Linked DNA regions of Gadus morhua: region 1 is linked to region 2. Evidence: chromatin contacts called from public Hi-C data. All regions are on one chromosome and are shown on one strand. The core of a region is the stretch at or near the end of the contact, and the rest is flanking DNA. Distances in the headings are between cores, read along the strand shown. Region 1 holds the start of si:ch211-278j3.3 (E3 ubiquitin-protein ligase RNF19B). Region 2 holds the start of akap7 (A-kinase anchoring protein 7).

Region 1 (6,709 bases), core at 2,059-4,558, 130 kb after region 2:
TTCGGGGCTATCACTAACAGATGACAGCAGCCACAGATTGTGCTAAGAAATATATATTTTATTTTGTACATTGTTATTATAAATCTAACATTCGATTTTATTTATTAATTTCAAGCGTTCAAGTTAATGGTTCAATTTGCAGGCTGCCATCCAAGGTTAATTCATGTTTGGAAGGTTCACATAGAAAATCTATTATTAAATGATTAGCATTTTATTTAGATTTAGAATTACATCTGGTAAGCCAGCTATTTTTTCGTAATGCAATGCGTTCGTGCAGATCAAGAAACGACCTTCAACGTGACATAACTCATGTAAGACTAATGTTAGAGCTGGTAGAAGGAATGACATCCTAGTAGGTGAAAAAGAGTAAAAAGTACACGGTCATGAACTTCGAGTGCGTTCGAATACTTTCAAAGGATTATGGAAAGGTCCTCTTTATTTTAGTGACTTGTATACTTGCATAGAAGTACATATACATATATATGTGTATACACACACCCATCTGTTTAGTTTACTCTCTCCTTTCAATGTGGCTGCTGTAACACCTGCATCTCTAGGGATTAATCATTTTTATCTGATATTACTTCGGTGATGTATCGTGGGATGAGCCATCAATGTCCCCATAGATCGTGTCTGATAAATCATTAACTTCCAACAACCTTGAAAACATCTGTTCCTTTAAAATAGGAAAAACGCCTTCCCGATGACGACACAGAAGCGTTTACACATGCATCCTACAGTTGCCATAGCACAATGCTGCCATCTAGTGGACAGTTTAGAGAAATACATGGAGAAACATAGGAGCAGGACAGCTGTTCCTGCAAAAAAGGAAACACTGCATACTAAAATGCATAATTTACAATTTCTCTCTAGTGCATTGCTGCCATCTTGTGGATAGTTTGGATCAAAACACGCAGCAGCACAGCAATGTAGAAGCTTCAATGAAGTAACTGCTGGGCAAATAGTATGAATAGTCTATATGGACATTTTTTGGATATATGCGGTGAGAGACGTCTTTTTAAACTCCCTATCCAAGTTGCGTCATAAAATACTATAATGAGAATCATTGAATTGTTCCATTTAGAAGATTTTTTTTTTTGCAGAGACGATTGACATGCAGTTGTTGTGAGAACACCATATGGTTACTCTATTGTTGGAGTTGCAATGCATAATATGGAGCTCCTAGCTGTAAGGCAGGAGTCTTTCAGAATAAAAACAACTCAATAACAGAATTATGTCCTCTCTAGCCTGCTCTGCTCTGGTGGTGTTAGTAGGAGGGGCTCTGGGTGCATCGCCATCTATGTTATTGGCTGACCAGAGAATATATCAGCTATAGGAAGTGATCCTACTGATAACATTATTGAAACCATTATCGATCAGCATTAACTAGATATGTCCAGGCAGTTTTAAGCTATGAGCTAGTTGAAATGTTACACATTGCGCCTTTAACCATTCAACTACGCTTTGGGCTGAAGCTGATGATGAATGCTAGGTGCAACAACTACCCAGTTAACTATACAAACTGGAGGCCAAAAGCGATCAAAAGTCCCTATGTAAATAGGGGACCTTTGCATACATTCACACAATGCAGGCTACCTTTATAATATATGCTTAGTTAACCATATGATTGACACCATTTATTTTATGGAGCAACAGAGTTATCCAGATTGACAGAGGAAAGTGCCACTTCCCAGATATATGGATTGTTATAGTGCTTGACATTTTACGGTGAGCGCAAATCACTTACATTTGACAGGCTGTGGATTCTGTTGTTTTTTTCTGGGCATCTTCCGGTAAACCCCTCTTTGTTTTGAAACCTCTTCTGGAAATCTCCCAGGATCATCAGGTCATTCTTATTTACGTCAAACCTATTTAGTGACTCTACGAGGAAATAAATGAGAAAAATGTAAATCGGCCTGATTTAAGCAGACGTTTTAAATAGCAGATCGAAAATCAACCAGAGTTTACATGCATCGTGCCATATCGATGTTGCATCATTGTAATTAAATACAATCGACGTTAAATGTACAACGAGGAATTACATCCAACGAAAACATCAAAAGGTCAGCCGTAGATGATTCAACCAGCAGTGACAAGCTACCCATCTCCACTGATAAACCTGATACCTCAGCTTGAAATCATCAAAACGAATAGCAGACTTTTAAGACGTCGCTTCCGTGGGATCATGCAGGGCACCGTTCACACCAAAGACACCGTTGCCATTCAAGTATGGCTGCTAATTACACCAACTGGCTAACGTTAGCTGCAGCTAAACACATCACCGACTGCTGTTCAAATCAAACAGCCGCTATTTACTTCACTTAGCCCCTCAAGCTAACTCACCAAAATATATGTGCATGCTCGTCTCGATGGCGATGTTTACGCGCGTCGTTGATCTCGTCATACATGCAGAGTTTGAGAGTTTGAATCAAGAGCACTGCGTCTGAAGAGCCGCCATTTCTTTATATGCCGCGGCGACAAAGAAAAGCAATTAATGGTGTTTTTCATAACTTAATTGATTTTGTGATATTCCTTGTGTACATTCTCTTCCGCTCAATCGGCGGTTTCCGCTTCCGAAAACAATTTCCGGTGGTCTGGACCAATGCATCATGGGAGTTGTAGTTCTAAGATCGGGCAATAAAATGAACAAAAACAGATGAATTCATTCGCAGAAGTCGTCAAAACTGGAACAACGGTAGTTGGGCGGGTCATAATGGTTTAAATATAGATATTAATTTATAAATAGTTATTATCCACCATTTTAACATCCGAGAACAAAAACCAATATGTTAGTATTGGTAATAGTTGACTGAATGTACTGTACAGTGTATTGTAAATTACATGTTGTCTTCTGTTTCTTTTCTTTTTATCTTAACAATAAATGTACGAATACAATTAGAGTTATTCATAATTCTTATTCATCCTCTCCTCTCCACCTCATCTCACCTCTCCTCTCCTCTCCCTAGGAAAACAGTGCAGCAATTAACTGTTAGGTTCAAAGCTGCCTTTCGACATCCGTGCACATGCTATATAGAATATCATGAAGGCCTTTCAGTTGTTACTTAGCCTGGGGGCCTGTCTTGCAACTTACATTGACCGTGGGCTATTCGGGGGGAAAAAGAAAGACGTGAGAAAATACACCCAAGAATGCTTTATTTTTCTATTTCTATTTTGTTTTTTTTCTAACTGGAGCGTTCCTGTTTATGTTTGGTGGGGGATCCTTGATTTCTGCGTCATCCTATTGGTTGGAGTCTCTGCAGTGAGCCTCCTCTCATGTCGCGCACTGCTTTATTACAGTGGATGGGGAGGACGTCACGCTCTCTGGCTGTGGCGGTGCCACCCTACAGAATCCACCTCGCTGCTCGTTTCTGCTCGGATATTAAAGGCAGGGGATTCTGTCACCGTGCCGTGGTGCTGAAGGGGGAGGAGCCAGTGGTCGATTCAACACACTGCACACACACAGAGACACAACGCGCCAGGGAAGAGGTAAGGCACTGTTTACGTAACAAGATGGGTTTTTACAATAGTGCGTTCCTTAAAAAAATACGTTCACGCTATGTGAACGGTCTTGCGCTCATGCACTGCGCTGTATGCGTTGTTTGTAGCTGTTAGCCGACAATGTTTTCTGGAAATTGACAACAATGTCCATAGCCTGTTAACCTTGCCACTCCCCTGCAATAGCCCACTGATGCCCTGAACAGACCCCATACCCCCTTTGAATAATTTAAGTGGATGTTTCCCTTCATAAGTCCGAGAGCTTTGCGGAAACCGTCGTTTATTTTAGATACCGCATTAAGTTGTAGGTAGGCAAATGTGAAGGCTGTAAAATGTATTTTGTTTATAAAGAGGGTTTTTAAATCTACTCAATGTACCTTAATCGTTGGAAAACCTATATGCGCGTTATTTATTATATTAGGGAAAGCCTATATTTTATTGCACGATGGAGCCAAAGTGATGAGAATTGCATAAGGATGCTGCAGGACTCATAGCCCACACGAGGTGTGTGTGGCTTCTCTGAGTTTGAGGTCGCTTTTCACGGTTCCTGAAAGCCGCATTGCTGATGTGGGCTGCTGTCCAGTGAAGAGATATTTAATATGGTGTATCGCCATGCCTCCCCATCCACCTCCTCCTCCTCCTCCTCCTCTCCCCGAGACGGAAGAACTCATCGTGAAAACTGACCTTTGGTCATCGGATTGCATAGCAACAGCTTGCTGTTGTGTCTCGTCCTTTTATATATACATCCACGAGAAAATGAAGCACATGCCTGAAACCTTCGTTTATTTATTTATAACCGTATTCATGCATTATATCATGTAGTTCTGATCACAGATTTTGTAAACATTTCGCCTTTATTTATTTTGAGTTATATTCTATGAAGCAGCTAGAGTTTTCTTCTTTTCTTGTTCTTGTGTTTTGCTGTGTTGCTATTTGTGAATGAGTTATTGTAGAGACGAATTGTTGAGTGTGAATTAAAGGGTTCTGGTGGCTGGGAAAGAAAGAGAGGGAAGAGGCAAGAACAAACTAGAAAAATGTGGTTAAAAAAAAGTGTTACAAAACAAATATAGTTTATCCACAGAGTCTTGTATTGACGTTGGCTGTGCTGTTGCCACATCTTCAGGCTGAGGTTAGTGGGTCATTGGTTTATATTCAGTGTCCATCTTGCTCTTGTCCTAGTCCAGTCTTATCTCTCTTTATGGCCCCTTGCTGCTCCTGTACATTAGCTTTCCTGTCATCCCAGAAAGATATTTAATTTATTTTCAACATTTTCTAAGGTGTCGGTGGTAATTATTTATTTAAATCATAGTAATTTATTATAACAAAAACTGTTTTTACATAGTCCTGGATAACTCAAAATAGCAGTTTGGGTTTAAGAACTATTGTAAATGTACTAAATTAGTAGTAAATATGTATTTATGTAGAATGACCCAGCTAGGCCTACAACAGGCAGCCTGATGACACAAATAGAAGAAGCTTGCTTTAAACCCTCATCTGACAAATGGTGGCTGGTAAATATCCAAAAAAATATCCCCTGGCTTCCAGAAAGGGTTTGTCCCATGGGCCCTAATTCCACATTAACTGGCTTTTACCTCCTATTTGCTAGCATGGTTACCTAATACTCCGTAGACCTCTACCCTTGGCCCCGTTCTGCGACAAACAAAACACCAGCCTTATATCTGCCATTCTCCTCGTGCAGTGTTTCACGGGCACTTACTGTAACCACAAGGTCGATTTTACTTTTATTCCAGAAAATGTACCTTATCTGTGTCAATTTCAAAGTAAAACGAGTAGCTGTCCTTTGCTTTTTGTTTGTATTTTTTTCCAATGACATACAGTTGTTATTAGGACAAAGTTTGAGGGTGGATTTTGTGTTCGCCCTTTAAACCTCAGTAATCCTGCAAGCCGTGTTGGTTATGATTTTGGAATTGTAACACCGGTTACATCATTTTCAGATTTGTCATATTTATTTCATAGTCAAACGTGTGAAAAGGATGTTTGTCAACGTGTGAAGGCCTAGTTCTGCTCTACTGTTCACAAAATAACCATGTTTTCGGATTCACAACATAAATACTTTGGTCCATGTCCACAGTATATAATTGCACGTGTATGTGTGTTGCCTGGGCAGTCCCTTGATGTGAACGTGTGGGAGGTTTTCTTTCTATAAATACACACCACATTATTTTATGCCTTCCTCTCTTGGTCGGTGTCTTAAGGATCCTGTGCTGGAACTTTTTTCCAAAACGCAGACGTTTGTGGTGTGGATCAAGCTTCTTCCGGGAAATCTGAATGTTCTGCAGAAATGATCCGTTCAGTGAAACCAAGAACAACACGAACATAATTATGACATTCCATGTCGCTTCAACGTTGTGTGTAGGCTGCGTGCAGTTATATTTGGGAGACCTATCCAAAAATGGCTGAAGTCTGTATCCCCTTTGCACATCGTCACTCCCCATCATTTTTATTTGACATGGGGTTGGTTCAATTTGTCACATGCTCTCTTATTCCTCCTGTGATGGTTCTGTGATGGTGTGCTTTATAATCAATGAGACAATGAAGAAGAATCCTTTGAATTGTAGTTTGCACTTGGTAATGTCTTTGTCACAGTATTAATCGCTTGGGTGTCTTTCTGAATGGAAGATGTCATTAGTCAAGCATGTTGCTTGTGGAACCAGAAGGGGCTCACTGTCTTGCTGTCTACTTGCACCATTCGTCTTTTTCTGTGCCTCCTAAGCTAAGCCTCAAACACCTTATAGCCTTTGTTTGGCTCATTGCTCGTCTCTCTGTATCGACTGCCTGACCTTTTAGTCTATTGGTGAAGGTGCTGGACTCCTGAGCTGAAGGGTTCTGGCTTTGAACCGGTTTGCAGTCTACCTGTAGGCTGCTTCAACACGTTTGACTGTCTGCAAAGTTGCCAACGTCAAAATCGTTTGTTGTGCTCCACCGCCAAAGTAGAAAGCAACGTTTGGTGATGTTGTTGACATCTGTTGCTCCAGTCAGGGCTGCACCTGAAGTAGTGCATCACACAGCATTGTAGTTTGAAGGGCAGTTGGCTAAGTCGTCATATCTCTTAAAGCAAATATCCCTTGTTTACGACAATTGTTGAAGGTCATCATTTGTTTCTGTATCTAGTTTGATTATGAATGAAAGGTTACAGGTTTCAAACCCTTATACACTTGTAACTACACTTTAGGCTTAAAAAACTGAAAATCTA
Region 2 (6,326 bases), core at 2,942-5,441:
TTCACTCTGTCCGTGCGTCTTTCTTTTTAGGTTTGCACAAAAAGAAGTCCCAGAGTTATCCTTATTTACACACCCTGTTGGTTTAAACTATTGAATCATCTATAGACGCATAGATAAAGGGTTCTCCCTGCTCATTCTCTCTACGTTATATGAGACTAGTGGGCCACCCTGACGCTTTAACGGAAGACGAGCGAGAGCACACACATTCACATTTTAATTGATGTGAAACCTTGAGCACTTCCATTGCATGCAATTTTTTCTATTGAATTAATTGAATCATTGCTTCAATGCGTTATATTTCCATTAAATTAGAGCACGGCACAGAATCTGATGTATGTCAAACCAATATTCTAACCAATCTCCAACTTCTATTTGTCTTTATCACCAACGAAACCAGGATTTGTTGCAATCTTAAGCATTGAAAAAAGGCATGAATTCAACAAAAGTTATTTAATTCATTTGTATAACTAATGTATCCTTGGTGCTGTGAGTGGTATTGAGCTCAGGTGTAGCAGAGTGCTCTGCTATAGAGCGTATACACAATGCCCTTTAATATCAAGGGAGCCCTGCACACATGCACACACACACACACACACACACACGGAAAACATTTGAGACAGTCATACTACACACTCACCGTGAAACACCAGACACAAACATGAAATATAATATAAAACTGAGGGGAGAGAAACAATGCAAATACGATGTGTGACGTGGGGCGTGACTCACCTGCCAGCTTCTCCAGCGTGTCCCTGTGTTGTCCCGGGGCCAGCCCTACAAACACAACCTCCTTTCTGAAGTGACCGACCCCAGAGAAGGGCAGCACCAAGGCCCGCCCCACCAGGAGCTCGGCCAATGAGGGCATGGCCTTATCCAACGCGGTAGCTGCACTGAAAGGGAGAAAATATTATACCAATAAGCAGACAGGCAAACTCTACCTAATCCTCCCTCCCTCTCCTCTCGCATTACATAAGAGAGGATCCGGTGGTCATAAGAACACAATCTTCCTCTTAGTGCAGATTAACGGTGACCGTCAACAGCACTCTCTGAGCGCCCTAGGTCTCACTCATACTGGGGCCCAATCCCATTTCTACCCTTCCCCCTTCCCCCCATCCCCTTACCCCTTCAAAACAAGGGGGAGGGGTAAGGGGAAGGGGTAAGGGGAAGGGATAAGGGGTAGAAATGGGATTGGGCCTGGAAATCCACTGGACGTTACACATCCTGAGAGCACTCCAATAAGTACGCTGACATTGGAATGTGGGAATATTTCAAAGGGTTGTATATTTAACGTCTCAGATTTTCTCAAATATTCTCTCTGCTCTAATACATACATGGTATTCAAGAAGGTAATTGTTTGAGGCATAATTATTTTTGCTTTGTATCGTTTTATTTCCACACTAAAGGCCTTCTTACAATATAATGCATTACCAATTTGTCACTTCAAATCAAGGCAGTAATTTTATAATATTTTTTGTTTTTATAAAAAAAAGACTTCTAGTGGTTACATATATGCAAAACATATGTGTAACCACTACAAGTCTTTAGACCTGTGGACCATCCTGGAATAAATCAGCTCAAATAGGGCCAAGATAATATGATAAATTAAATTGTGTGTTGGGGAGTGATCCATCATCCCGTGGATTGAAGTATTATAGAATATCCGTCTTTACAATTGATTGCACACATTTGCACACCCTCTCAAAAGAGGGGTAAGTGCATATATGCTTGCGTGGGGGTATGTGCGTTCACTTACAGGCTTATTTGCTCTTGACTGGCGAGATGAGTGACCAATAGGGTCATGTGCAAAGTGGGGGCAGGGATCATCGCTTTGACCAATCGGGGCTCCTGTTGAAGCACCGACTCCTGGACCTCAACAACAGCTGCACTGATCTGTAACAGCAGACGTCATCACACTTCAATATGAATGCATGCTCATCACACGTTTCATATCTGAGAGAGCCGGCCTCTTTCCCCTTACTTAGAACCTCCTCGCACCCGGTGTCTCTGCTTGGCTTTCGTATACGAACTTCAACGTCACAAATAAGTCATCAAAACTAATGACATCATAACAATACTATTTTCTGCTGAGTAACCAACATTGTAGAAATTACATGGATACTGTAACGTAGAAAAAAATGGCAACAAAAAAAAAAGGAGCTGCGAGTTTTGTTTAATTCGGATGTACCGTCATAACCATAGAATCAATCCAAAAACAAAGTACTAACTTTTTGCTCGACTCCACCTGAGTGGAGGCAAGCAACAACTACTTTTGGAAGACCAACACTGAAACAAATATCATTCCATGTCTGTGTAAATGGGGATATCGGCCTCCGTCCAGACACTGACCTGAGCGTTGGTGATGGGGATAGAGACAAAGTAGTTTGGGCGCTGGCTCCCTTTCTGCTTCTTCGTCTTCTTCTCCTCTTCGCTGTCCACACGGGCTCCGGAGTCCCCTAGCTTCCTCTTCATCTTCTTCTGGCTCGACTCGGACTCTGTGACTGCAAATGAGAAAAATACAAGCCGGACCCAGTTGAAGAGCTGGAACATGATACAATGAATCTCATGAAGTTGTACGTTTTTTATTTCCATTTTGCTTTGGAAAACGATTAATTAGCATTTATATGGTTTCGCTTACAAATAAGTAGACAGGATAACGCATGAGTCTAGCGATTTTTTCAAGTCTTCAACATGTTGCATGATGCTACATTCAACAGCTTGTGCCTTCGGTACTGCATAAAGCTAAGCAGAGAGCCAAAAATTGCTAGGCACATTGTCAAGTTAAAGTTGTTTGGTCTATCCATTGGAGCCAAGATAAGATGTTGGAAAATGCGGAAAGTTTGTTATTTCTATACAAAATTGGAATGAAAGGATCCAAGGAGGGGATAAACAATTTATACGTACGTCCTTGTTTTGATGCAGCAGAGCCCTCCGAGGCTGGTGAATGATCGATGACGGGGGATTTTTTCTTCAGCATTTTTCTTCTCTCCCTTTTCACCCTTGTCTTCCTCTCCGTTGGGATATCTTTGGCTGCATAGGAAGACATAACAGAAGTCAAAACAGAGAGGTCTAGAAATATACGAAGGCAGGACAAAATCGGACAAAATTGTGTATTAGGGAATAAGATGATGGAGTGGGGGGGAAGCCTGTGGTTGCTCACACAGCGCTGTGTTTAATACTCTAATGATATAAAATAAGGAGTTCCCTTCCCACATGAGGGCACGCAGCTTATGAGCATGTGATGATACTCAAAACACAAGCCTGAGGGTGTGTGTGGTTAATCCTTGCAAATGTTTTCATACCCGTAGACAACAAAATCTGTTTAAAAGAAAATCTTAAAATCTGACAAACGTACACTTACTTATAGGCCTACACAAATGTTTATGCACAGTAAAAAAAAATGACAAGCAGGGGTGCAAAGTTGTTTGACGTTTGTCAAGCATCCCATACATTCTTTGTCATTTGTACTGTACCTATATAGAAGCTATTTGAATAAAAGGTATCACGAAATATTGGCAAGGTGAGGCAGACCAGATCACTCACCAAGCGGTGTGGAGGTGGATTCGTTTTGGACTGGATCCATCGCGCCCGTTGTCACGAATACATCATTTTGACTTCTGTGTCCTACAACATCATCCCCGTCATCACAGGGACCAGTAACATTCTCCATGCCCCCCAGCTACTACAGACAACCATATACATGTGTTCTCCCACCGTCCCAGCCTCTTAATGTCTGTAGGATCTAGGCTACAACCGGCGACGATTACATTTTCATAACGACCTCGGTTTTAACTCGTTAAAACGATCGATTTAAATATACAAATGACTGTCCCGATCATTGCGTGTAACGCTATGCTGCAAATTACAAAAAATGTAACTCTTCCCAAATTTGCTGAAGAAGATCGTACAGGGGAATCGGGGGGATCCCTGGGAAGTGATCACCTGTAGCAAAGTCTCAAAATGTACACTGTCAAGAGAGGAGTAGATTAGGGTTGGAGTAGGGCTCATCGCTGGCTAGCCGACAAGCTGTTGTTTCTTCACTAAATGTATAATGAATAGTTAAATCCGACAATGTCAAGTATAGACAACGCTCGTTGATTTAGCAACGGTTAGATGTTGCGTGACTACTTGCCATTGCAAAAGCATCACATGCACCAGCTACTAGCATGTGCTGAATGTGCTTCTTTCACTTCCGGGAACCGCTACCGTTTGTAAACAACGCAGCCAGGGCCATGCTTTGGGGGAGTTCGGCAAAAAGGGTGTACAGAGCTTGAGCAGGCTTGTACATCGTGACGTCAGATCGCAATGAACGCCTCGACTTTTGGTCGCAGGGGGTGAACTTAATATAACCTTAGAACAATTGGACTAAAAGTTACATTTGTGATTTTGTAGGTTTTCAATCACCGAACAGCGTTGATCAGCAGCTATTGTACGAACCAAGAGCGGGGGGCGGAGGGTAGACTTTCAGAGCTACAATTGTGTTGCTAGTATTTTTTGTACTTTACTTCTGTCACTCTGGTGCCTCTAATTTTTACTACCTTACATCGAAGTCCTTTCTTCATTGCCAGACAGAGTCTCGTGATGAAAAGTAACCTTACATTGTTAGAGTTAAGTAGGCTGGTGAGTTTGGACAATTTGATGGACAGGTCTCAAAAACATTATTGATGCATTGAATTAATCCATTGCCTTTATTTGAAATGCTTCATAGTAAAAATATCTGTGGACTCTTTACATTGCATAGTCACAGAAGCATATTGAACGCTTTGGTAAATCTTTAAGGCTTTATATACTTTATATACATTGCATTGGTTATTGGTACATTGGTCTCTGAACTGAAGGCTTAGTTGTTTTTTGAACGATTTAGCTTGAAGGAATGCAACATGGTGGGGTTCATTAACATATTATTTTCTATCTATGAAGCATTCTTGTAACAGTACCTTATTATACAAATATAATCATTAAAAAGATAAGCCTACCCTTTGATCTAATACAAAAATATGAACCCACCCCATGATGCCATTGTTTCACACAAAACATAATATTCCTGATTGAGGAATAAAATAAAAAAAACATTACTAGCACTGGCAGCACATGGATGAACAATTTCCATCATTTCCTCTTAGAGAGGTTTCTTACACCAGCTCTGGTTCCTTGATCTACCTTACCAGCACTGTGGTCATTACCATCCGTACTATTACGTGTTCTGGCATTACCACCAAAACCTACTTGGTTGCCATGAAAACCAGAAGTGTATGTGTCATTATCACCCCTCAAACTGCTGTGACGTGTAGCGACATTATAAACCATACCTTTTGGGTTGCCTTGGCTTCCACTGGGACGTGTATCCACACTAGGAACCCTACCACCCCGGTTGTCATGACTACCATAACTGCTGCTACTACTAGTGCTTTGGGAGAAGACATTACTACTAGTACCAGTGTTGCATTCATGAGCAATATTGTCATTTCCTGATTGAACCAACGATTCGGAAGCGCTGCTATTATGACTGCAGGGGTCCGACATTGCAATGTCGCTATCGTCGACACATTCACAGATGCTTTTTTCACAGTGTTTCATTAATGTGGTGTGCATTTCATCGAGCGCCTGGTTGTTCATGACGCAGGGCACCAATCCATGCACGGTTTCATGGTAGAAAACGTTGACAACCAACGCAATGTTCCATTTCTTGAGGACTGACCCTGGCTTCTGGATGACTACTTCGTTGGGATTGTATCTGTGATGCATCATCACCAAAATAACAGGTTTGTCAACCAATGACTCTACAAAGAGAAGAAGGGGAGAGGATATTTTAGTGACGGGGCCTGGACAAGCACTACATAACGATAAAAATCACACTGATTGCCAATCATTAGCGGACATGTTGCACTTCAATGTGTCTGAAGGAAAATTAAACCATGGCCATTACCTGGATGTTTATTCATGACACTCTCCAAGTCTGAGTCAATCCGTGACGTGATTGGACAGAACACAATAATGAGCTGGGGGCTGTCTTCTGTCTCTGTAAGAATCACTTTTCCCCTGTTCCTCAATTGTTCCAATATGGTATTTTCGCAGTTTAATGTTTTGCCGCTTACAATAGACTGGAATGTTACAGTATGGAGTTCTGAAAAATAAGCAGGAAATTAAAACTATTTATAGAAAAATAATTAACTTAATTACGGTGTAATTTGTTGTTTTTTTGTATGGTCCGTTCTTCATAGATTTTATGCTGTGGTGCAACAAAATCTCCAGGTCGCCAAAACTTTACATTGATGTTGGTCCTTGTGATTGCTTATATTTGTCTATGTGTACGCAATATTCTGTTGAGT

What was found. Hi-C and Micro-C count contacts between places; a contact is called where the count stands out from the background.
Region 1: a contact with region 2 is called in a Hi-C map of gill, with 2.2 times the contacts expected there. The contact joins the promoter of si:ch211-278j3.3 here to the promoter of akap7 in region 2. A contact is called at or near these places in 2 of 6 Hi-C or Micro-C datasets (gill and spleen).

The regions. Positions count from the first base shown.
Region 1 is chr21:9,562,052-9,568,760 of gadMor3.0, forward strand. si:ch211-278j3.3 (E3 ubiquitin-protein ligase RNF19B) reads left to right here and starts at 3,309. Exons shown (of 11, transcript XR_003974373.1): 1 at 3,309-3,486. znf513a (zinc finger protein 513a) reads right to left here and starts at 2,589. Exons shown (of 4, transcript XM_030346061.1): 1 at 2,344-2,589; 2 at 1,748-1,881. The coding sequence starts at 2,404.
Region 2 is chr21:9,428,439-9,434,764 of gadMor3.0, forward strand. akap7 (A-kinase anchoring protein 7) reads right to left here and starts at 4,192. Exons shown (of 9, transcript XM_030346086.1): 1 at 3,541-4,192; 2 at 2,902-3,027; 3 at 2,347-2,498; 4 at 1,754-1,890; 5 at 730-890. The coding sequence starts at 3,667.